Linked DNA regions of Mus musculus: regions 1, 3, 4, 5 and 6 are each linked to region 2. The links are chromatin contacts, called in public HiChIP or PLAC-seq and promoter capture Hi-C maps. All regions are on one chromosome and are shown on one strand. The core of a region is the stretch at or near the end of the contact, and the rest is flanking DNA. Distances in the headings are between cores, read along the strand shown.

Evidence for each region. Promoter capture Hi-C pulls out the DNA fragments that hold promoters and counts their contacts. HiChIP or PLAC-seq counts read pairs in DNA pulled down with a chosen protein or histone mark. Capture Hi-C pulls out chosen DNA fragments and counts their contacts.
Region 1: a promoter capture Hi-C map of pre-B cells shows a contact between it and region 2, with 2.2 times the contacts expected there. The contact joins the promoter of Fasn here to the promoter of Slc38a10 in region 2. A contact is called at or near these places in 1 of 39 promoter capture datasets (pre-B cells) and 1 of 484 Hi-C or Micro-C datasets (CD8 T cells).
Region 3: a contact with region 2 is called in a promoter capture Hi-C map of liver, with 2.0 times the contacts expected there. The contact joins the promoter of Sgsh here to the promoter of Slc38a10 in region 2. A contact is called at or near these places in 1 of 115 datasets of contacts at active chromatin or transcription factors (pancreatic cancer cells) and 1 of 9 other capture datasets (liver).
Region 4: a promoter capture Hi-C map of pre-B cells shows a contact between it and region 2, with 4 times the contacts expected there. The contact joins the promoter of Eif4a3 here to the promoter of Slc38a10 in region 2. A contact is called at or near these places in 3 of 39 promoter capture datasets (the C10 cell line, liver and pre-B cells), 1 of 484 Hi-C or Micro-C datasets (CD4 T cells) and 3 of 115 datasets of contacts at active chromatin or transcription factors (cardiomyocytes, memory CD8 T cells and pancreatic cancer cells).
Region 5: a contact with region 2 is called in an H3K27ac HiChIP or PLAC-seq map of large pre-B cells, with 2.8 times the contacts expected there. The contact joins the promoter of Ccdc40 here to the promoter of Slc38a10 in region 2. A contact is called at or near these places in 1 of 484 Hi-C or Micro-C datasets (embryonic stem cells) and 2 of 115 datasets of contacts at active chromatin or transcription factors (large pre-B cells and pancreatic cancer cells).
Region 6: a promoter capture Hi-C map of pre-B cells shows a contact between it and region 2, with 3 times the contacts expected there. The contact joins the promoter of Csnk1d here to the promoter of Slc38a10 in region 2. A contact is called at or near these places in 1 of 39 promoter capture datasets (pre-B cells) and 1 of 115 datasets of contacts at active chromatin or transcription factors (microglia).

What each region holds. Positions count from the first base shown.
Region 1 is chr11:120,823,239-120,826,344 of GRCm38.p6, reverse strand. Fasn (fatty acid synthase) reads left to right here and starts at 1,798. Exons shown (of 43, transcript NM_007988.3): 1 at 1,798-2,315.
Region 2 is chr11:120,149,595-120,152,655 of GRCm38.p6, reverse strand. Slc38a10 (solute carrier family 38, member 10) reads left to right here and starts at 1,305. Exons shown (of 17, transcript NM_024249.5): 1 at 1,305-1,676. The coding sequence starts at 1,578. It overlaps Gm11769 (a long non-coding RNA gene), which reads right to left and starts at 2,249. Exons shown (of 3, transcript XR_389232.4): 1 at 1,942-2,249; 2 at 1,258-1,818; 3 at 1-877.
Region 3 is chr11:119,354,240-119,357,408 of GRCm38.p6, reverse strand. It overlaps Sgsh (N-sulfoglucosamine sulfohydrolase (sulfamidase)), which reads left to right and starts at 1,899. Exons shown (of 8, transcript NM_018822.3): 1 at 1,899-2,012. The coding sequence starts at 1,925. Slc26a11 (solute carrier family 26, member 11) reads right to left here and starts at 1,852. Exons shown (of 17, transcript NM_178743.3): 1 at 1,774-1,852; 2 at 376-601. The coding sequence starts at 558.
Region 4 is chr11:119,298,472-119,301,658 of GRCm38.p6, reverse strand. Eif4a3 (eukaryotic translation initiation factor 4A3) reads left to right here and starts at 1,616. Exons shown (of 12, transcript NM_138669.1): 1 at 1,616-1,831. The coding sequence starts at 1,663.
Region 5 is chr11:119,226,527-119,229,955 of GRCm38.p6, reverse strand. It overlaps Ccdc40 (coiled-coil domain containing 40), which reads right to left and starts at 1,384. Exons shown (of 21, transcript NM_001364767.1): 1 at 1,209-1,384; 2 at 794-928. The coding sequence starts at 822. Tbc1d16 (TBC1 domain family, member 16) reads left to right here and starts at 1,457. Exons shown (of 12, transcript NM_172443.3): 1 at 1,457-1,560.
Region 6 is chr11:120,989,760-120,992,925 of GRCm38.p6, reverse strand. Csnk1d (casein kinase 1, delta) reads left to right here and starts at 1,593. Exons shown (of 10, transcript NM_027874.2): 1 at 1,593-1,991. The coding sequence starts at 1,916. It overlaps LOC115486436 (a long non-coding RNA gene), which reads right to left and starts at 1,562. Exons shown (of 2, transcript XR_003949839.1): 1 at 1-1,562.

The DNA of each region.
Region 1 (3,106 bases), core at 549-3,048, 670 kb before region 2:
CCTCCCGGGAGCATGGGCCTGGCCACCCAGAGGCCCAGTCTCGGAACCAGACCCATCTGCCTACTGAAAACCTCATGAGACCTGCCTGACCACTTCCTGTCCATAGCATGACTTAAAGAGGCCCATGGCCTTAGCCTTGCTGGGTATCAGACACACAGGGCTGCAGGGTCCAGGCAGCTCCCAGGTCCAGGTTGTTGTGTGTCCTTGACTAATCATGTGACTCTTGCAGCTTCATTTTTGCATCTCTGTGTGTAAAATCCTGACAGTGATTCCAGGCTGGCTGGCTCACATGGTGGGCCATCACAACATTACAGGGAAGCCCACACTCAGTAATGTGGTCTTGGATGCCAGTTGAATAACTCAGGCCTAGGTAGCAGACATCTGCAGATCACTCCTGCTGTGGGTCTGTAGTAGGTAGCTCTCAAGGTGCATATGCAAAGAGAGAGCCATAGGATGCTTTTACAAGAGCCCACCTAGGTACACTGTGCTGTTTTCACGACTGGCAGGGGCCATGGCAGGCCATCCTGACGTGGCTCTCTCATATCCACATCTGGCAATCCACTTTGTTTGTCACGTGTTTCTGAGATGTAGCCATGCAACTTCCTTTGGTGAAAAGATGATCAGAGAAGTTTGCTCTGCCCTCAGCATCCTGCTCTGTGCACGGCCCAGACTCTGCATCCCTGGGTTACATCTCCTCCAGCTGAGACCCTGACAGCTGCAGAGGGCAGAGCTCTGCTGACCACTTAGGGTTGGCCAGCAGCCTGGCCAGTGAGAAGGCAAACATGACCTATCTCAAGGCACCAGGAGCTGGGGTGGGACTGCTCTGGCTAGTATGTGTACAGGCCTTTTGTAAAACTTTCCTAGGCTGGCCCTGAAACCCAAAGACACCCACAAAGGCATAGGGGCAAAATGGGAGAGCTTGGGGGCAAGCCAGCTTATGGGCAGAATACACCTGCCAGTCCTATAGGCTGCCCTTCAGGGTCCCTGCTTAGCCTCCTTCCACAGAAAGCCTGGGTGGATAGCCAAGTTGGAGAAGCTAGAAGCCAGGGTTGACAAGCAAGGCTCTGAGGCTCTGGCTTTTGCTATAGACTTGCAGTCAAGGACCACTGACACTAGCCCCCTTCCCCCTCCCCCCCACTCCCGGGCCATTACCCCATAAGGAGGTCAGTCTTAGTGGCCTGGGCCTGTAGTGGAAGGACAGGAGGGAAGGGAACAACCTCTCTAGGCACTCAAGGGACCCAACCCTGAGAAGTCTGTGTCTTTTTGGACGGTGAGTTTTGTCATCCCCCGCCCCCAAATTCGATAACCCTTTGAAAAGAGGAATTTAAAGGGAGGGAGGGAGAGGGTCCCGGAAACTCAGGGAGGCGCGCAGCAGCTCCTTTGTTCCCACCAGGCGGGGGAGGGGTGGTATCCCGCTCGCCAGATGGCCGCGCCTGGACACTGAGCGGACTCCGGAGGCCGCCACACGCGCCCGTCAGTGTTCCCTATCCTGCCTACTGCTCCCGTCCCTGCCCGCATCCTGGTCTCCAAGGTGGCCACAGAGGGTGGGAGTCCGAGAAAGCTGGGCCACGATGACCGGTAGTAACCCCGCCTGAGGCGCCCTCCGCCAGGGTCAACGACCGCGCTTGCGCGGGGGCCCGCGAAGTGCTTTGCCGCTGTTGCCGGCCCATCACCCTATTGCCTAGCAACGCCCACCCGCGCGCCGCCATTGGGCCACCGAGAACGGCCTCGGTGTCCAATTGGTTTCGATGTGGAGCAGGCCACGCCCCTCGGTTCCGCGCGCGCTACGATCGCGGCGTGGAATCGCAGCGACACGGACCTGTCCCCCCGCGTGGCCCTGGTGTCCTCCTCAGTGCAGAGTTTCCAGTGTGACCAAGCACGCCCGACCCACACTGCGCGCGCACAGTGCACACCTGGCACCGGCCGCGAGGGGGTGGGGGTGGGAGGACAGAGATGAGGGCGTCGGGATGAGCCCCGCGTGGCCCGCGCGAGGCCGGGGGCGGGGACGGAAGCAGGCGGGGGCTGCGCGTTCCTTGTGCTCCAGCGCGCGCCCGTGCAGGGTCCCGGCTGGGGGCGGCGCGCGCGGGCATCACCCCACCGGCGGCGGCGCGCCGGGTCCCGGGGCGCAGCCCCGACGCTCATTGGCCTGGGCGGCGCAGCCAAGCTGTCAGCCCATGTGGCGTGGCCGCGCGGGGATGGCCGCGGTTTAAATAGCGCCGGCGCGGCCTAGAGGGAGCCAGAGAGACGGCAGCGGCGTCCCGTCCAGTTCGCCTGCCGCGCTCCTCGCTTGTCGTCTGCCTCCAGAGCCCAGACAGGTACGCCGCTGCGTTCGGGGTTCCGGGGCGGCAGGCCGGTGTCGGGATGCCACGGCTCCAGTGGAAGGATAGGCGGGCGCCCATCCTCGGCACCCCTGCGCTCACAAAAGCGCCGCCGCGCCCCTCCGACAGCCAGCCACCGGGCTGAGCTCCGCGATCAGGCCGAGAGGGGCGCGGGAGGGGTGTGCGGAGAGCCAGCGCGGCGGGCCGCTGTCACGTGGGCGCCGCGCCAACCGGGTGCAGGAGTCTGGGCGCCTCGTGGATGGGGCCGGGGCCTTCACTCGCACTGGGCGGCTTTGGCAGGGCGCAGGAGGCCGCGGTGGTACCCGGGCTTCAGCTTGGAGAAGGCAGATGCGGGTCTGGGTGCGCACGAGGCCCCAGGGGCCTCAGCGGAAGTCATCAGACCATCCAGGCCTCACCGGCTGGGTGGCACGGAAGCCTTCTCGTTGGACTACGGTTGCAAGGCCTGAACTGCCCTGGGCAAGTGCCTTAGGGACAGGAGGATCTAGCAGATCCTTCTGCTGCCTCGGCCAGGTTACAAAGTGTTCGACCAGATGGCGAGAGGCTTCACCTTTCCCCTAACCGCACCAAGCTGAGAGTAGTATTCCAGGTCGGACCTTGCTGAAAGGGTCCATTGGCAGGGGATCGGTTTGCCTCAGCCCTGCTAGGCCTGGGCACTCACTAGTTGTCGGGCCTGTTCCCTCTGGGTCCTAACCAAGCCTGGCGTCCTGGCTGGCACTGAACGGCAGTCAGTCTCCACCCTCTTCGTGAAAGGGAAGCGCGCTGGCTTC
Region 2 (3,061 bases), core at 56-2,555:
ACACACCAGAAGAGGGCATTGGATCCCATTATGATGTGGTTGCTGGGAACTGAACTCAGGACTTCTGGAAGAGCAGTCAGTGCTCTTAACCACTGAGCCATCTCTCCAACCCTATTCTGGCTTTGTATTCAATTACTCCTTTTTTTTTTTTTTTGTTCGAGACAGGGTTTCTCCACGTAGCCATGGCTGTCCTGGAACTCACTTATGTAGACCAGGCTGTCCTCAAACTCAAGAGAGCTGCTTGTCTCTGCCTCCTGAACGCTGGGATTAATGGCTCATGCCACCAATTGCTCTTTCTAGCTTTTCCTTTCTCTCTCTCTCTCTCTCTCTCTCTCTCTCTCTCTCTCTCTCTCTCTCTCTCTCATCTCTAGAAGCTGCTCTGCCTGATGCTGGAAGAATTTGTCCCTTGTCTGAGATCTTGCATGGGCCTCAAATTGTTTTCTAGGAGAGCCTCTTTAGGCAGCTTGAAGTTCCTCCTTGCATGCACAGCTCTGGCCTCCTGGAATCATTGTGGGGTCTTTCTTGGACCTCAGGTCCCTAGGCCTTCATTCACCACAGACACCACCATAAAGAACACTGCCAGGTGCCAGTAATCCACTTAGGTGTTGGAGCGTTCTCTTTTCTCTAGTCTCTTTAATGTCCATTACTCCAGGAAGAATTCTCATTAGTCCTTCCAGTACAGAAGCCACCATCTCTTGAAATCCTAGATTTCCCTAGTCTCTCCTTTTTACCTTTCCTCTGGTTTTCTTTCATATTAGGGCAGTAGACCATTTTCACCCACTTAGCGTATCAAACAGACACATCTCCATGCTCCCTCCTCCAGGCTGTTGTGACTTTGCTGAGTCTCTGAACCTCCCGGTGTCCCGATGATTTTTATCTGTAAAACGTTAAGTGCTAATTTTGTCCCAATAAGTTGGCATTCAGTCTAGACAGGTCCTCCAATTGTGACCCAAAATCCTTCCTGTGCGCAAGGACCTGAAAATTAACCCTCAAGAGCCCACTCCTCACCTGAAAGGTAGTCCTTCTCTTTCTCTCCTGTTGTTCCACTAGAGGTTGTACCCAGCAAATGACTCTTCTACCAGCGGCCACAGTCACTAGTCTAAGCCTGGAACCCCTAACCCAGATTGTAGCCCCGCCCTGATTCAGACCCCGCCCCACGTCCCGCCGTCCCTCCCCCCACATACTTCTTATTGGCCAGAGTTACGCCTAGCTCCGCCTCTGGGCCCACCCAAACCACGCCTCCTCGGGCATACACACCTACTTCTAGTTGGCTGGCGTCCCGCCTCATCCCGCCCTTTGATACCGTCACTTCCTGGTAGAGTAGGCTCCGAAGGCGGAAGTTTGGGTGCCGGAGGCAGCGAAGCGGAGCTGAGGTGTTGCTAGCGTTGCCTGCGGCGCTTCCGGGTTCCCGCTTCACTCTGGGGAGGCGGAGGCGGGAACCTGGAACCATGGCTATGAGGCTGCTGCGGAGCCTGGCAGGGTCTGGAGGCTGACCTCGCGACGCCTGTCCGCGGCCCCCCCTGCTTCAGGTTTAGGGTTATCTAGGGTCGCTCTGTCCTGGTCCCTAGACCCTCAAAATGACGGCCGCCTCCACCTCCAAGTGGGGGCTGATCACGAACGTGGTGAACAGCATCGTGGGCGTCAGCGTGCTCACCATGCCTTTCTGCTTCAAGCAGGTGAGTCGAGGGCGCGGGGGCATCAGGTTGAAGTGCTCGTTTGGTGGGAAGGGGGTGTGAGCACCGCGGGTCGGGAAGAGACCCAAGCAACGTCCCCGAAGCGAGTCGCGGTCCGGATCTGCGCGCTCAGCGGTTGCTCACACTGTACGGAAAGGCACAGAGAAGGATACGTTAGCGGATTGATAGTGGTTTTGTTGGTCCTGTTTTTGACTCTGACCGACTGCATGGCACGGAAGCATGCCGGTCCTCGGCTTCGGCTACTCACCTTTACTCAAGGCGATTTAAAGCATTCGTTTGGTCTGATCTGTATCATGTGTCACCGCAGTTGGAAAAGCCGGCATACAAAAAAGTTTGGTGTTATTTCTGTGTTGAATGCCACATGAAAAGATGGTCATTTCTACGTGGCTTTGTTGTGTCTGCCAGTGAGTTGCGGAAGCAGATGGAAACGTCAAATTGGGTAATGACTCTCTTAACAAAGGGAGTGGCGGGGTTCCCCGTCGCTCATCCATGCCACGCGGGCTGCTGTCCTGTTCTATTGAAACAGTGGGTTATCAAGGCAGAGACCACTCCTCCTATCTGATGACTCCCAGGAGATGAGGTGGAAGATTAATCCGGGATAGACATTTGGAAGTGAAAATGGGTTGTTGATAATTTAATAGTAGACTAACAACTACTTCGTGTGTTTTGTCGTTCACATCCCAGGCTAAAAATAGAAAACAAGTTTTTTTAATCAATGAGTTTTTGATCCTCAACAACCTATCCTGATTGAGACTGTATCTAGGGTTCCCGGGTAGGGTATTTGATATGGTTAATAGATGTAGACAGGAGGACAGAGCTAGATCCTCTGGGGTGACATCTGTGTTGTGAACCCCAGTGTTGAGTTGTTGGGGGATGGTTTTGGGTGTCTTTGGAGTGCCTACGTGTCCCAGTGTCCATGGAAACTGTCTGTCAGCAGAATTGCATCCTGGGACTTGAGTGTTGGCTGGTTTCGAATCTCCAAGTGAACTCTGTCATCCTTGCTGCCTGTCTGTGAAGTGTGACTGACCCTTTACTGGGGTCTGTCATAGCTGACTGGGAAATTAGCTGTTTGGGCTCAGGTGGTTGAGCAGTCTCTTGTGGAGCCTGGCTGTGCACAGGTGCTAGGCCTCTACCAGAGCAAACGGAGATGATGAGCCCAGTGAAGATCTGCTTGGGGAGAGCTTGGAACCCAGTGCAAGAGAGACCAGAAACAGTCAAACTGTGCCTAAAACCTGTCAGTTCCTATCACTAGATTGTTATCTCCTCCGGAGCCTTGGGGCAAAGCCATGAGTCCAGCAGAGTGGGGAATGTCTTAGTGTTTAGGGGGAGCTAAAAAAAAAAACCAAAAAAAAAACAAACCTTTGGGT
Region 3 (3,169 bases), core at 650-3,149, 800 kb after region 2:
CAATCTTTTAAGACCTGTTGTCTTGTGATTGAGTCTCGCTATGGAGCCCTGTGATAAGCTGGTCTTGAACTCTCAATGTTCCTGCCTCAGCTTCCCAAGTGCTGGAATCTCTAGGCACAAGCCACCAGTGCCTGGTTGTTCGTAAGGCCACCATGAAGCATGATGTGGTCCCCAGTTGGAAAATCTAGGACCGCTTGGCACCAAAAATAAGTCACATGAAAAGAGATTAGACGCCAAGGGGCCGTCTGGGTCGGACACATGGAAGTGTTGGATTCCATGGTCGGTGTTTCAAACTGTGGACAGACACTGAGGAGTAGGAAGGGATCTATCTGGCTGTGGAGAGGGGACAGCTAGCAGAGGGGTCAGTCACTTCACCTGGGGTGGGAGTCCAGCCACTTCTGCATAGGCCAGGGCCTGGGGAATGACGGTGAGTCCCACGGAAAGTCCAGCGATGAAGTCCAGCCTCAGCCACTGCAGAGAGTAGTCAGGCACCCAGGCCAGGACGGGTAGCCTCCTCCTCAGGGCCGTAGCAGAGCAGCAGCATGTGTCTGGTGCCATGTGCAGGCTGGGGGATCTGGTCTGACCCAGACCTTTCACAGAGCTGGGCATGGGTGACATGGAGCAGTGATCAGGGGCTGAGCTTGGGAGAAGGTGGCGTTATCTTCCCAAGGGCGTCAGGAGCATAGCCTGCCTTTTGTGGCAGGGAGGCTGAGCCAGGTGGCTAAGTTTACCAAACCACCATGATCTGGGAAAGGAAGCCAGCAAAATGTGCACATGGGCCTGCACCAAGGATTCAGGGAGGCCTCAGCCTCTCTTTCCCATCTCTGGGCCATAGCCCCTGATCCCAAGCTCTGGTGTCTCTCCACTGTCAACCCCTACCAACCCCCCCTCCCCGCCCCCCGCAAACTAGCTCTTGAGGGGATGCCTAAAGACGACATTTTCACCCCGAAGAACCTGCTCCTTTCTTTTACCCCCTCCCCGGGGAACCTGACTATCCCAGCCCAGAAGAAGCAGGTCCTGCAGGCTCAGGCTTCCTCTGGCCGGCAGAGTGTGTAGGTAGGCAGCCAGGAGGCCCTGAGGAGCCAAGATTTACACCTCACCAAGTGTACACCTCACCACCGCAGAGGGCCACCAAGGTGTTAGGTAGGACTCCACCCACCACTAAGGGCTGCAGTTGGGGGAAAGGGGGTGGGAGTATGTGACATCCCTGAAGTCAAGATTTACCCAGCACCCACTTGTGGCATTCATAGCCCAAGGGTGGGAGGGCTGAAGATTCTACTTTGTTTTCCAAAGACTAACTGAAGCTCTCAAATTAATTCTAGGTACGTAGCATCCGCTAAGATCCTGGCGAACAGACACACACACACACACACACACACACACACACACACACACACACACACACACACACACGTGTCCCAGCCCATAGCTGACTCCTCATTACTGGTCCACACGCCCCAGCCCTGGAAATGACACTCTGGACAAAATCCACTCCTCCCCACCCCCACGCCGCCGCTAGCGCGGGATCCCGGGATCGCGGGGTGGGGTATGGGGGGGGGGGGTTGGGAAACGGAGGCTGAGGTCCCAGTGGGGAACACAAACAAGTCTGAGAACCTGGAGTAAGGCGGCCCGGACTCTAATGGTTTGCGGTAGGGAGGGTTCCCGGAGTAGGGCTCACCCGAGGACTCAGCGCTGGCCCCACAGCTCCTGGTGACCCCAGCCCACACCGCCACACACTCCCTCTCTCCATCACAAGGACCCAGATTCACCCACCGGACGCTGAGACTCAGGGTCTTCCGAAGTGGCGGTAGCTGAGTCCGCAGGAATCTCAGAAACAGAGTGGGCAGGACATGGGCGGGGCCTGCCGTGCACGTGACCGTGGGGAGCGGACGAGCCGGAACCGCTTACCCTGACCGGCGCCGCCATGCACTGCCCGGGACTGGCCTGCTGCACAATTCTGTTGGTCCTGGGACTCTGCGGCGCGCACTCGCGCAACGTGCTACTGATAGTTGGTGAGTGCCGCCGTCCCTGGCACGGCCACCTGCTGCTGCTCCCAGAAGCGGCCACTGGGCTCTTCCCCGCCACTGGCCCATGCTGACCCCGGCGCGCCAATTCCTTGCCGAGCCTCCTGTTGCAGGTCTCTTCCTGGTGACTCTAAATGCGTCTGGCCCTCCCGCTTCTGCCATCCCCAAGCTGGCCAGCATTCCCACATCTGTAGTCAAAGCTGCCAAGGAGACCCGGTGGACCCCGGCTACTCATGCAGACCTCTGATAAGGTTCCAGAAATGAGAATAGCCTGAGTCCCCGAGTTTTTGCAGGATGCCCTGGTCAGTTCTCTTAGCTCCTGGCCCAAAAGTACAGTACTCCAATGCCCACGCAAACCACCAAGTTCCTCCTGCATTCATGAGACTTCCTGTTTGGGTGATCAGTGCCTGGCTTGTGACAGCCCAGGCCTTCTGAGGTCTGGCTCTGGGCCAGGCCCACTCTTCTGATAAACTTTGTGGTATCTGGGCAAGCCAGTTGGTTAATTGTAACATAAACAGTGCTGTCTTTGCAGCACTACCCCCAATCTCTCCAAGGATAGTCTCGAAGATCGGCCTAGGGTGTATATCCACCGGATAGGATTGGCGCTGGAATCCTCTGGAGCCAGTTCGTGTGGCTCTGGAACTTCGGTCCTGTCTCAGCTTGGACAGCCATCACAACAAAACCTGGCAGTCTCAGGGCTAGAGAGGTGGCTCAGTGGTTAGGAGAAGTGGCTGCTCTTCCAGAGGACACAGGTTCAATACTCAGAACCCACATGGCGGCTCACAGGGATCTGTAACTGTTGTATATGTACATGCAGGGAAAATACGGACAAAGCAGAAAATAGAGTCACACTCACGCATGCACACATGCACGCCACACTACAGGCCAGGTTTTTAACAAACCAATGTAAGTCTAACAATTTCATTATATGGAGAGACTGGGTTCAGAGAGCCGGCTCCTCCCTCTGTTTCTGGGGAGGCCTTCCTGGATTGTTGATGACACCTGTCTCATTTCCAAACCTGACAGAGAAATGCCACAGTCCTGTTCGATTGGACCCCACCCTCACTTAACTGTTGAAGACTGGATTCAGATAATGACAGCAGGAATTTTAGGACTGAATGATCAGGGTCAGAGGCAAGAGCTGA
Region 4 (3,187 bases), core at 367-2,866, 850 kb after region 2:
CTTACTGATTTACAGAAAACCAAGGTCTTCAAATCACTTGGGTACTCTAAGAAATTACAGCAAGGTGGGAAGACAGCTTGTGTTAAGGGATGACCCCAGTGAGTTTGATCCTGGAATTCACTAAAGGTGGGAGAAAAGAACACACTCTCCACATTTGTCCCCCGACCTCTGCATCTGCATCTGTAGCACGGGTCTGCCCCCTCACACATACCATAGGAACATACACAAATATACGCAGACACAATAGGCAAAGATATGTGAGCAGAGTGGCCCAATAGGAACACAATAAAGCCCTTTTTAGTTGTTACATCTGATGAAGTAACAAACAGTGCAATTAAGCTGCATTTTAAACAGTATCCCCAAACTATAATTAGACTCATTTCAACAGGCAGTATGAAATGGAGACTTTCCATTCTTTTCTTAGGAGGTCATTAAAATCCACGTGTACTTTACAGCAGAGATTGCAAAACCACCCTTAAAGTCAGGCTTGCCAAACTGCATGAGCACCAGGAATAAATCCTTGTGGAGTGAGAAGGCAAGAGAACTTGGAACTCAGTTGTTTAGTCCCAGAAGGGTGGCCAGCTCTGTGTCTTCAATCGTTTACCTGGTCTGGACAAATCCTGATACCAGAGCAAGAGCAGAGCTCTCTAGGGAAGGAGGTGATAACTTGTTTTATTTATTTATTTATTTATTTATTTATTTTTGGGCGGACATACTGCAACCCACAACTTCTCCATGAAAAGATAATCTGGTTATAACGAAACATATCTACACAAAATGAGGTTTCTTATAGTAGCTTTAAAAGATTTGTGTTAGTGTGTGTTTGTGTGAGTGTGGCCCCCACAGAGGCCAGAAGTACTGGATCGCTTGGAGCTGGGGAAGACAGGCTGTTGTGAGTCACACGGTCTAAGCGCTGGAGCATAACAAGGTTCCCTGGAAGAGGAGTAACGGCTCTTAACGATTTAGTCATCTTTCCTCAAAAGCAGAAAAAAGGAAAGAGGCCAAGTGCAAATGAATGTTTGCTAGAACTCGGGGTACGGCTCGATCCACCCTCAGAAACAAACAAAACAGACAGACAGACGTGCCCCAGTAAGGAGCAAAGCCCTTGTGGAGCCTACGTTGAAAATCAGGATTCTTCAGAGTGACTGGGGTCAGCGGCTCTGAAGGATTCTCAGATGTGATGGCAGCTTAGGCGGCCCCTGCTCTCCCCTCGGTCCCCACTGATTTCCCCAGCCACCCCGGGCGAGCAGCTTGATTCTCCCGCCGCTTAGCGCTGCGGTTGCCATGGCAACGCAGTCAGCTGCGAAGGAGCGCGGAGCCCATCGGGCGGTGCCATCTTCCCTTGCCCCGTACCCTCGGGGACACCCTGGCGTCCGTCTTGCTCCTCCCAGAGACCCACATCCCTATCCCGAGCCGGCTGCGGACATCCAAGGAGCCGAGAGTACGGAGAGCCGCAGGCGCTTAGCGACGGCAAGCCCAGCCTCTCGCCGAATCCCGCGGAGCGCGGAATATCGCGAGACCTGGAGCGCCGTGCCTTCCGCCCCTCTTGACGCTCTTCCGCGGCGCTGCGGCGCGTCACTTCCTCCCGACCGGGCCGGCGGCGCGCGCCTTACATCCGGTTCCCGCCGCGGCTTGCAGTTGTCTTTCTGCGGAATCCGGATCATGGCGGCTAACGCCACGATGGCGACGTCTGGCTCGGCGCGGAAGCGGCTGCTCAAAGAGGAGGACATGACCAAAGTGGAGTTCGAGACGAGCGAGGAGGTGGACGTGACCCCCACGTTCGACACCATGGGCCTGCGAGAGGACCTGCTGCGCGGCATCTACGCCTACGGTGGGGCGCGGGCCTCGAGGCGGGGGAGGTTGGGGGCCGGGCCCCGGTAGGACGGGGTTAGGCCCGGCGGCGACGAGCGGCTCCGCCCCAGAGCTCCGGCCTGCTCCCCCGGGGCTGCAGTCAGCCAGGCTCTTCAGTGGCTCGTGTAGCGAGCGGATCGCCATGTGTGTCCCCCGAGGTGCCCCGAGCTTTGATGGGGAAGTCGCGGCTCTAAGTCTGGTGGGTTCTCGCCTTAGGGAGTTTAAAGCTTTCTAGGGAGGCGAAAAACACGAAGCCAAAGTGCTTCAGGCGGTGGGAATTGGGAAAACAAGAGAATGAGCAGCTGGGTAGAGTAGGTAGATTGGTAGGGGACAGTTAAAAGAGCCGAGAGAGAGCTCCCAGAGGCGTTCATAATCACCAGGGTGACCCTGGCTTCTCGAAGCCATGGCCAGACCTGTGCCAGGAACAGAAAAAGAACCCCCTGTCATGTTTTAAACGCCTGGGTAAAGATTTTGAGATTCATTCCTAAATACCGCTGGAAGCCACTGCAGGGCTCTAAGCAAAATTGACAGGATCGGGCTTACAGTTTGAAAGTTTATCTTGGTGTCTGGATTTGGAGTTAGAAGAGGAGGCGGGGGTGATGGCCGGACTGTAGAAGAGAGATGCTGATGTTGTCGTTGAGTTGGAGCTGGATTTTTTTTTTTTTTTTTTTTTTTTGAGTGAATGGTCGGTCATGCTGCTGGTGTGTGTTTAGGAGCATTTAAGGGAGGCCAAATGAGCTTTGTCTTTTTGTTTCTGTCCTTTTCTTTTTTCCTTTTTTTTTTTGAGACTTTCTCTTTGGAGCCCTGGCCGTCCTGGAATTCTTTGTAGACCAGGCTGGCCTCAAACTCAGAGATTCCCTGCCTCTGCCTCCCAGATGGTGGGGTTAAAGGTGTGCCACACCAAGCCAGGATTGTTGTTGTTGTTGTTGTTTTGAGGTAGGGTCTCTACCTAGCCCTAGCTGCCCTGGAACTCACTAGACCAGGAAGATTGGTCCCTCCCATTTTTAATGATACCCAGCTTGGGTTTTCGGTAATCCCAGATGTAGGCAAGTTGGCAGCCAAGAATAGCATTACAAGTCCTGTGTTGAGCTGGCAAGTGTCACTAGCTACATCTTAAAAGAGTGTAAAAATAAACTACAACAAGCCAGTCTCACAGCTTTAATCCCAGCACTTGGGAGACAGAGGTCAGTCTACAAAGTGAGTTCAAGATAGCCAGGGCTCTGTTACTTAGAGAAACCCTATCTTGAACAACCCCTCACCACCCCCCCACCACCCCCACACACACCAAAGCAAACCAACAACATCTTTTCTGTATAAATTATGTCTGCTTATTTGG
Region 5 (3,429 bases), core at 135-2,634, 920 kb after region 2:
TTCACAGACAATGAGAGCTTGGGCTATTCCCCCCTCTGCTTCCCAGCACCACTGGAGCAGGCATTTTGTGCACCTGCCTTTGCTCAGAATCTTTGCATTTCAAGTCTTCCCCAAGTTGGAGCTCATTCTATACCTGTGGCTTCACAGTTAGCCTTCTCGTGGGATATACTCTGGATGTGTTTCCATGGGTGTCCATAAGGACTTTAACTATATGAAACAACCCAGAAAAGTCTGAGCAAATAGAACTGTTTAAACTTGCTTTTGTTTTGCACAAAACCTAAAACAGTGCCGGCAACAGCATTTTGGGGTTCACTCAGTGATGGGGATCAGTCTATCCCTCAAGACCATGATGGGGGTGAGGGGAATCCATCTTGCAGGGGGAGGTATGGGCCTAGCCCAATCCCAACGGAGCTACTGCTCCTCCTTTCTTCCCACTCTTGTAATACTGAACGGCGTCCCATCCATCCAAGTCCTGCTTTGCAGCGGGTTTATCAAGCATGATGGTTGCCATGGTTACCGCGGGGCGTTAAAGTCTGTAGTCCAGGAGAAGCAGGGGCTAGGAGTAAGGAATGATGGGGGGTGGGGGGCGCTTGAAAAGGACAAAGAACAGAAGGTGCAAGAGATAGGGGACATGGGGGAGCGTGGGTTGGGTAGTGTAGGACAGGTCCAGAAAGTGGAGAAGAGCGGGAAGGGGCACAGAAGTGAAGGAGAAGGCGGTCCGGGTGGGGGTACCTGCGTGCAGAAATTTAGTGAAAACATCTGGTGGGTTTATTATCCCTCCTGCGGGGCTTACCCGTCAGCCTGGTCCTCCGGCTCCGCCATCTCTCGTTGCTAGGCTACGCCATCAACATCCGGCGAAGTCTGGACCGCGTGCTCCAAGACCGCAGGAGGCGGGGTCTGGCAGCGTCCATCGATTCACACAGAAACACTAAGCAAACACATTAAAGAACAAATGTGTTTTGCCTGTCCGTCGCCATGTGTCCCAGACTTTCCCGGCTGGACTTAGTTCCCGTAGAGTGACCCTGATGATGTTCAGGGACTCAAAGAAAGTGGCAGGCAGGTTGGGGATGCTGGGTCCGGGAAACGCGCCTAGCTCTGGCTCTTCCACTTCCAGCTTTGGGTTACTCAAGAACCAGTACCTTTTGGGGAGCATCATTCCTTCGTAACCCTAAGTTTGAGAAATAGAAATGCAAGGGGTGAGCGCATACATGGGTACAGGGAGGCCCTGCCTTTCGGATCGAGGGCACAGGGCTCCCATCCAGGGCAGGGTCCGGGGTACTAGGCGCGTGGCGAGATCCTGCAGAGTCAGCAGAAAGCCCCGAGCAGGGGTCGACGGATGCGCAGGACCCTGAGGTTGGAGTTAGTGCCTGGCGTTCCGGGCTGAGCGGGGCTGGGCCCCGGGGCGGAGCGAGGCGGAGCGGGGGCGGAGCGGAGGCGGAGCGGGGACGGCCTCTCCATATTCCCTCCCCGCCGCGCCTCGCTTTCGGCGGCGGTGGCAGTGGCGGCGGCGGTGGTGGCTCCTGGAGCCGGCGCGTGTCCAGCCCTCGCGGCGGGACCCGGGTGGGTATCAGGGTTCTTCTGGGATCGCGGGCCGGGGATTTTGGGGTCCACTCGGGACGACGTGGCGGTTCCTGGGTACCCTGGAATCTGCACGCACCGGACCCGGGCCTGCTGCGCGGGGGTCCGGGAGTGGCTGGGGGACCGGCTCTGGGCTCTGGGCGGGGGCGATGCGGAGGAACCCGGATCTTGCTGGGGACGCCCTGGGAACTCCACCCTCGAGTGAGACTCTCTGCTTTGGGAGTGGGCCCACTCGAGGAGACTCGGTCCTCGCCTGTCTGGAGCTGTGGGCCGGGGCACTTGCGGTCTTTGTCTTGCTGGCTGGTCTGAGCATGCGAAGAACTTATGGGGTTCCTGCACTGTCAGACAGAGCCCCCAAGGTGTGCCATGCCCTCCTGGGGCGTGTGCGGTCTTAGCGTTGGGGCACTAGGGGGAAATGGTCAGGGCTATTTAAGAGGCCCCATGTCAGGATCCTCGCTTCTTTTTTAGCCTGCGCGCCTCTCTCTCTCTCTCTCTTTCCTCAAAAGAAAGAAAGAAAAAAAGGGATAGTATAAAAAGAAAAAAGGGCAATTTAAGATTGCTAAAAATAACCCACGGAACCCTGCCAGAACGCGCGGTGAGAAAAGCCTGTTCCTCCGAAGTCGGTGTCACATGTTGGCCACAATCTAGTCCAGGTTCCGTTCAGAAATAGGGGAATAGAAAAGCGTCTCTTGACTCTGTTAAAGTTTGTTCCATGGACTCTGTCAACTTCCTTTATCAGGAAAGAGAGAGAGAGGGGAAGTGTCCTGTCACCAAGCATACTGGTCAGAACATGGGTGCAAAGAGCCGGGGACTAGGGGCTCCACTCTAAATCTTAATAACTGATCAAAGAATTTAAAAGAAACTATGTATGTAGCTCTTGGAAGAAATATTGACATTAACCTTGATAGCGAATATTGAACTTAGTGGTGCGGTGACTTTGGGCACAGGGGCCGGCTAAGATTCACCCATTGGGAATTTACCAGAGTTGGTTCTTAGCTGGTTGCTGGGGATGGATCTCTTAGCTGAGCAGTACTTATGGGTTTTTTCTCTGTTTGTTTGTTTTGTCCCCCCCCCCCCCCCATAGCTTTCTGGTGAGTGGAATGTCTTGAGTATAGCTAGGAAGTTCTTCTTGGGAACTGTTGACTCTCCTGGCAATCACGGTGTCTGTTAACAGCCTCGGATCACCATGTGTGGGTTTTCGTTGTGCGAAAACAGGCCCGTGAAAGAGCTGCAGTTTATAAGCTTTCAAAACCACATTTTTTATTATGACTATTTATTGTGTGGGGTGTGTGTGCCCACATGTGTCTTGGTGGTGCCTGTATGGAGCTCAGAGGACAGCTTGTGGAGCTTAGTTCTGTCTTCCCACCACATGAGTCTTGAGAGGACTCAAACCCAGGCCCTCTGGCTTGGTGGCAGCAGTCACCTTTATCCACAGAACTATTTTACTCACATTTACCCCAAGATGATGTCACATGATGCCATGTGACCCAGCACAGACTTGGCTGGCCTGCTCTTCACAGGGCTTTGTTAAGGGGTGGGGGGGGGGGGCGGCTGGGAGGTCCTTGCTTCCCGAGGAGCACTCTTTGCTTTGGAGCTTCCCCCTTTGAGAGGATGGCCTTTGGGCTGACAGAACTCCCCACTACTGTCCTGGCCTCTCTGTGCCCTGATTTTGAGTGACAAACTTCAGTGATAAAATCATCTTCCCTAGGCATGGTGGCTCAGGACTGCAATTCTAGTGCCTGGGAAGATGAGACAGGGGGATTTCTGTGCATTTAAGGCCAGCCTGGGCTATAGCGTGAGCTTTAGGCCATCCTGGGGTACGTAGATTCTTTCTCAAAGAACCAAATCAAA
Region 6 (3,166 bases), core at 344-2,843, 840 kb before region 2:
CACATTCTGCAGCAAGGGACTGTGATGAGAAGCCAAGAACCCCAGCACAGGACACTTGCAAATGACCTTCAAAACCCAGAGCATTGATCCTGCCTGGGGCCTCTTCCGTGCACTGCCTCCTTCTGACCATCGAGTAAGTAAAACGCAGCAAGAACTTTGGTCACTTTATCAGCTGACTGTCCTGTATACAAGTAATAAGAAGGGTGTGCAGAGCCCTAGGCACGCAGCAGCTCACACCCTCGGCTCTCTATTCCAGACAGAGCAGGTGCTCCCAGAGGGAAGACCGCTAGGCAAAGATCAGGCCCGAGGTTGGTAAGAGAGAGGTTAGGCCAGATACCAGGTTTGCTGTTTTCAGTTCAATATAGGGGCTTCTCAGATGAAGTTAGGTATTGTTCATCAACAGAAAAAAAATTATACTTGAATTCTGTCAGTAAGATTATTTTTACTAGTTTGGCCGCATCTGGCTCTGACTCCTGGACTAAAAAGCTAGGCAGTTCCCATACCTGCCGCTCAGTGACCACTGGTTTCAGTTTGCCTTGTGGTGTCTTCTGTCTCCGGCTGTGTAATGCTCCCCAACCTGACTGCCAACTGTGTGCAGGCAGGCACTGCAGGACCACCAAAAGGAAGGGTGGTGGAGCTGGGAGACTAGAAGACATGTCAGCTCCACGTGCTTCTGCAGGGCTGCTGAGTTGTCATGCAGCGTGATACCCTGTGCAGATGCTACGGGTGCTAGCTGACCAAATAGAAGCATTACACTCATCTGTGACTCTCGTGTTTCTGGCTGGGTGAGAGTGGGCCTAGAAAAGCATCTATTTGGAAGGTTGTCCCCTCCTGGTTAGGGGGCACCTCCTGTGTGGTAGCTCCTCCAGAGTCCCTCCTCAGTGGTCAGAATGGACAGCCAAGTCTTGGAAGCTGGCCGTCAGCCTGAACTTCAGAATTCATGTTTGTGTTTGCCAGGGGAACATGCAGATCCAATGCAGACCAGATAAAAATGTTGACTCTCTCTCCAGGCAGACAGCCCTGGAGAGCGATCAGAGTCTGAGACATACCCTCTACACCCTCAGTGAACTCAACACTGACCTTCCTGCCCACAGTGGGTCCCAGGAAGACCTCTTTTCTTCCACCCTTGTGTGCAAGAAGCTGGCAGGCAGCAGCAGGCACGTTTTGCACCATTCAAAGCCCACAACTGGTGATTCCTACAAAAGCTAACTGTCTACCTGTGATCTCAGAGCTAGGCCTGGACCGCCCTCTCTGCCCTTTTCCCCTATCTGTAAAGGGCCTTTCCCGGGGTCTACAAAAGGAACTGCTATTCGGCTTCTCTCTGCCTGTTTAGGGGCAGGGTCGCTATAGCCCAGGCTGGTCTCGAACTCCCAAGGGCTGGAACTACAGGCATTTCTTACCACACATGGCTTAGCTTCCTCGGACTTCTATTGGAGACAAATGGGAAGACCAAAGAGACCAGCTGGAGTCATCCTGCGGGAACGGTGGACACTGGGACAGAGAAACAGGCCTGGTTGCGACTGCGCAATCCATCAAGTAGCCAAGCCCCGCCCCCGAGCACGGTGGCCCCGCCCCCTTGGGTTGCTAGGGGAAGTGACGTCACAGCGCGATGGCGGCGGCTCCTTTAGGCAGCTGAAGGGGGATTTAGGCCCGGAAGATCCGAGTCCATCCGCGGCGGGGAGAGGGCGAGCGGGGCCGGCAAGGGCCGGAGCAGCGGCGGCGGCGCTCGGACTGTCCCATCCGCCCCGTATTGAGGCGCTGAGAGCGACGGGGCGACCGGAAAGCGATGGTGAAAGCGGGGCCGTGAGGGGGGCGGAGTCGGACCGGACCCGCAGTAGCGGCAGCAGCGGCGCCGCCTCCCGGAGCGCAGACCCAGGAAGCGGCCGGGCGGGCAGTAGCGAGCCGCACCGCTGCCATGGAGCTGAGGGTCGGGAACAGGTACCGACTGGGCCGCAAGATCGGCAGCGGCTCCTTCGGAGACATCTATCTCGGTGAGGCCCGGCGCCATCGAGCGCCCGGGGGCCTTGCGGATCGGCGGGCGGGGTCCCCGGCAGGCCGAGGCCTGCGGAGGGCCGGAGTGGACGTTCGGCATCCCCGCAGCCGAGGGCCCGGGCACCGGCCTCGGCCAGACACCAACGGCCGCTGTGCGAGCGCGGCCGGGGGGCTGGGCGCGGCGCGGCGGGTCGGGGTGGGGTGCGGGGAAGGGCTGGAAGGACAGGCCGGTCTTGGGGACTGCAGGCCGGGGGGCAGAGCTCGGAGCGTGTCTGGGGATGGTCGGGGACCCGGGAGAGGAAGAAGGAGGCCTAGAGGCGGGGGCCAGCGGGCCTCGGTGGTGGGGTGTCAGAGGGCGTGGGAAAAGGACTGGGGGCGGGGGCCGGGGGGGGACAGCGGGGAGGGGGAGGGGAGAGCGGGGCAGGGGAGGGCAGCAGGCTGGGGGTGGGGCCCGGAGGGGGCAGGGCCTGGGCCGGGCGTCAGCATCCTCCCCCACCTAAGGTCACCGCAGTAAACAAAGGCCATGCTCTGCTCCGCCAAGGGTCTGGTGCTGTTCCTCAGCTCTGCAGTGGCGTCCTGGATGTTTTCATGTGTGGGGGAGAAATGTCAAAATAAGCCAGATGTAGTGTGGAGGTGGGGAGTGTCCCGGTCAGAAATGGGGGAAACGACCGGCTGATTTCTGAGGGTTCTTGGAGCAGTCTGGGCCTGCTCTTTTCCACAATGGCATCTCCACTTAGCTGACCCGCTAAAGGGATCACCCATAGCCTCCTGGCTGCCACTCTCCTCCAAATCAGGACTGAAAATGTTCCCTGTGCCTGGCCTGAAAGGCCTTGGTTTGGTTGGGGTCTTGAGGATATGTTGAGCATCTAAGTTGACTACTGGACACCCGGAAATCAACAGGAATGAAGTTTTGATGAATGCAGATGCATTCAATGTCGAGATGTAGGCAGAACAGAGGGGAGAGAAGTGGTGTGGAAGGAAGTTCTCATGATGGCTCTCAGAATTCTCAAGGTAGACATGAGGGTTGCTTAGGGTTGCTTAAACCTGATAGTTGGGGATTTTTAAATACAAACTTCCCCCTGCATTTCTTAGTAGAATTATGTTATTCCAAAGCCCCTTGAGAACTTGGAGCCTTCTGGTGGTGAACTTCCTGTTAGAGGTAACCATATTCTGT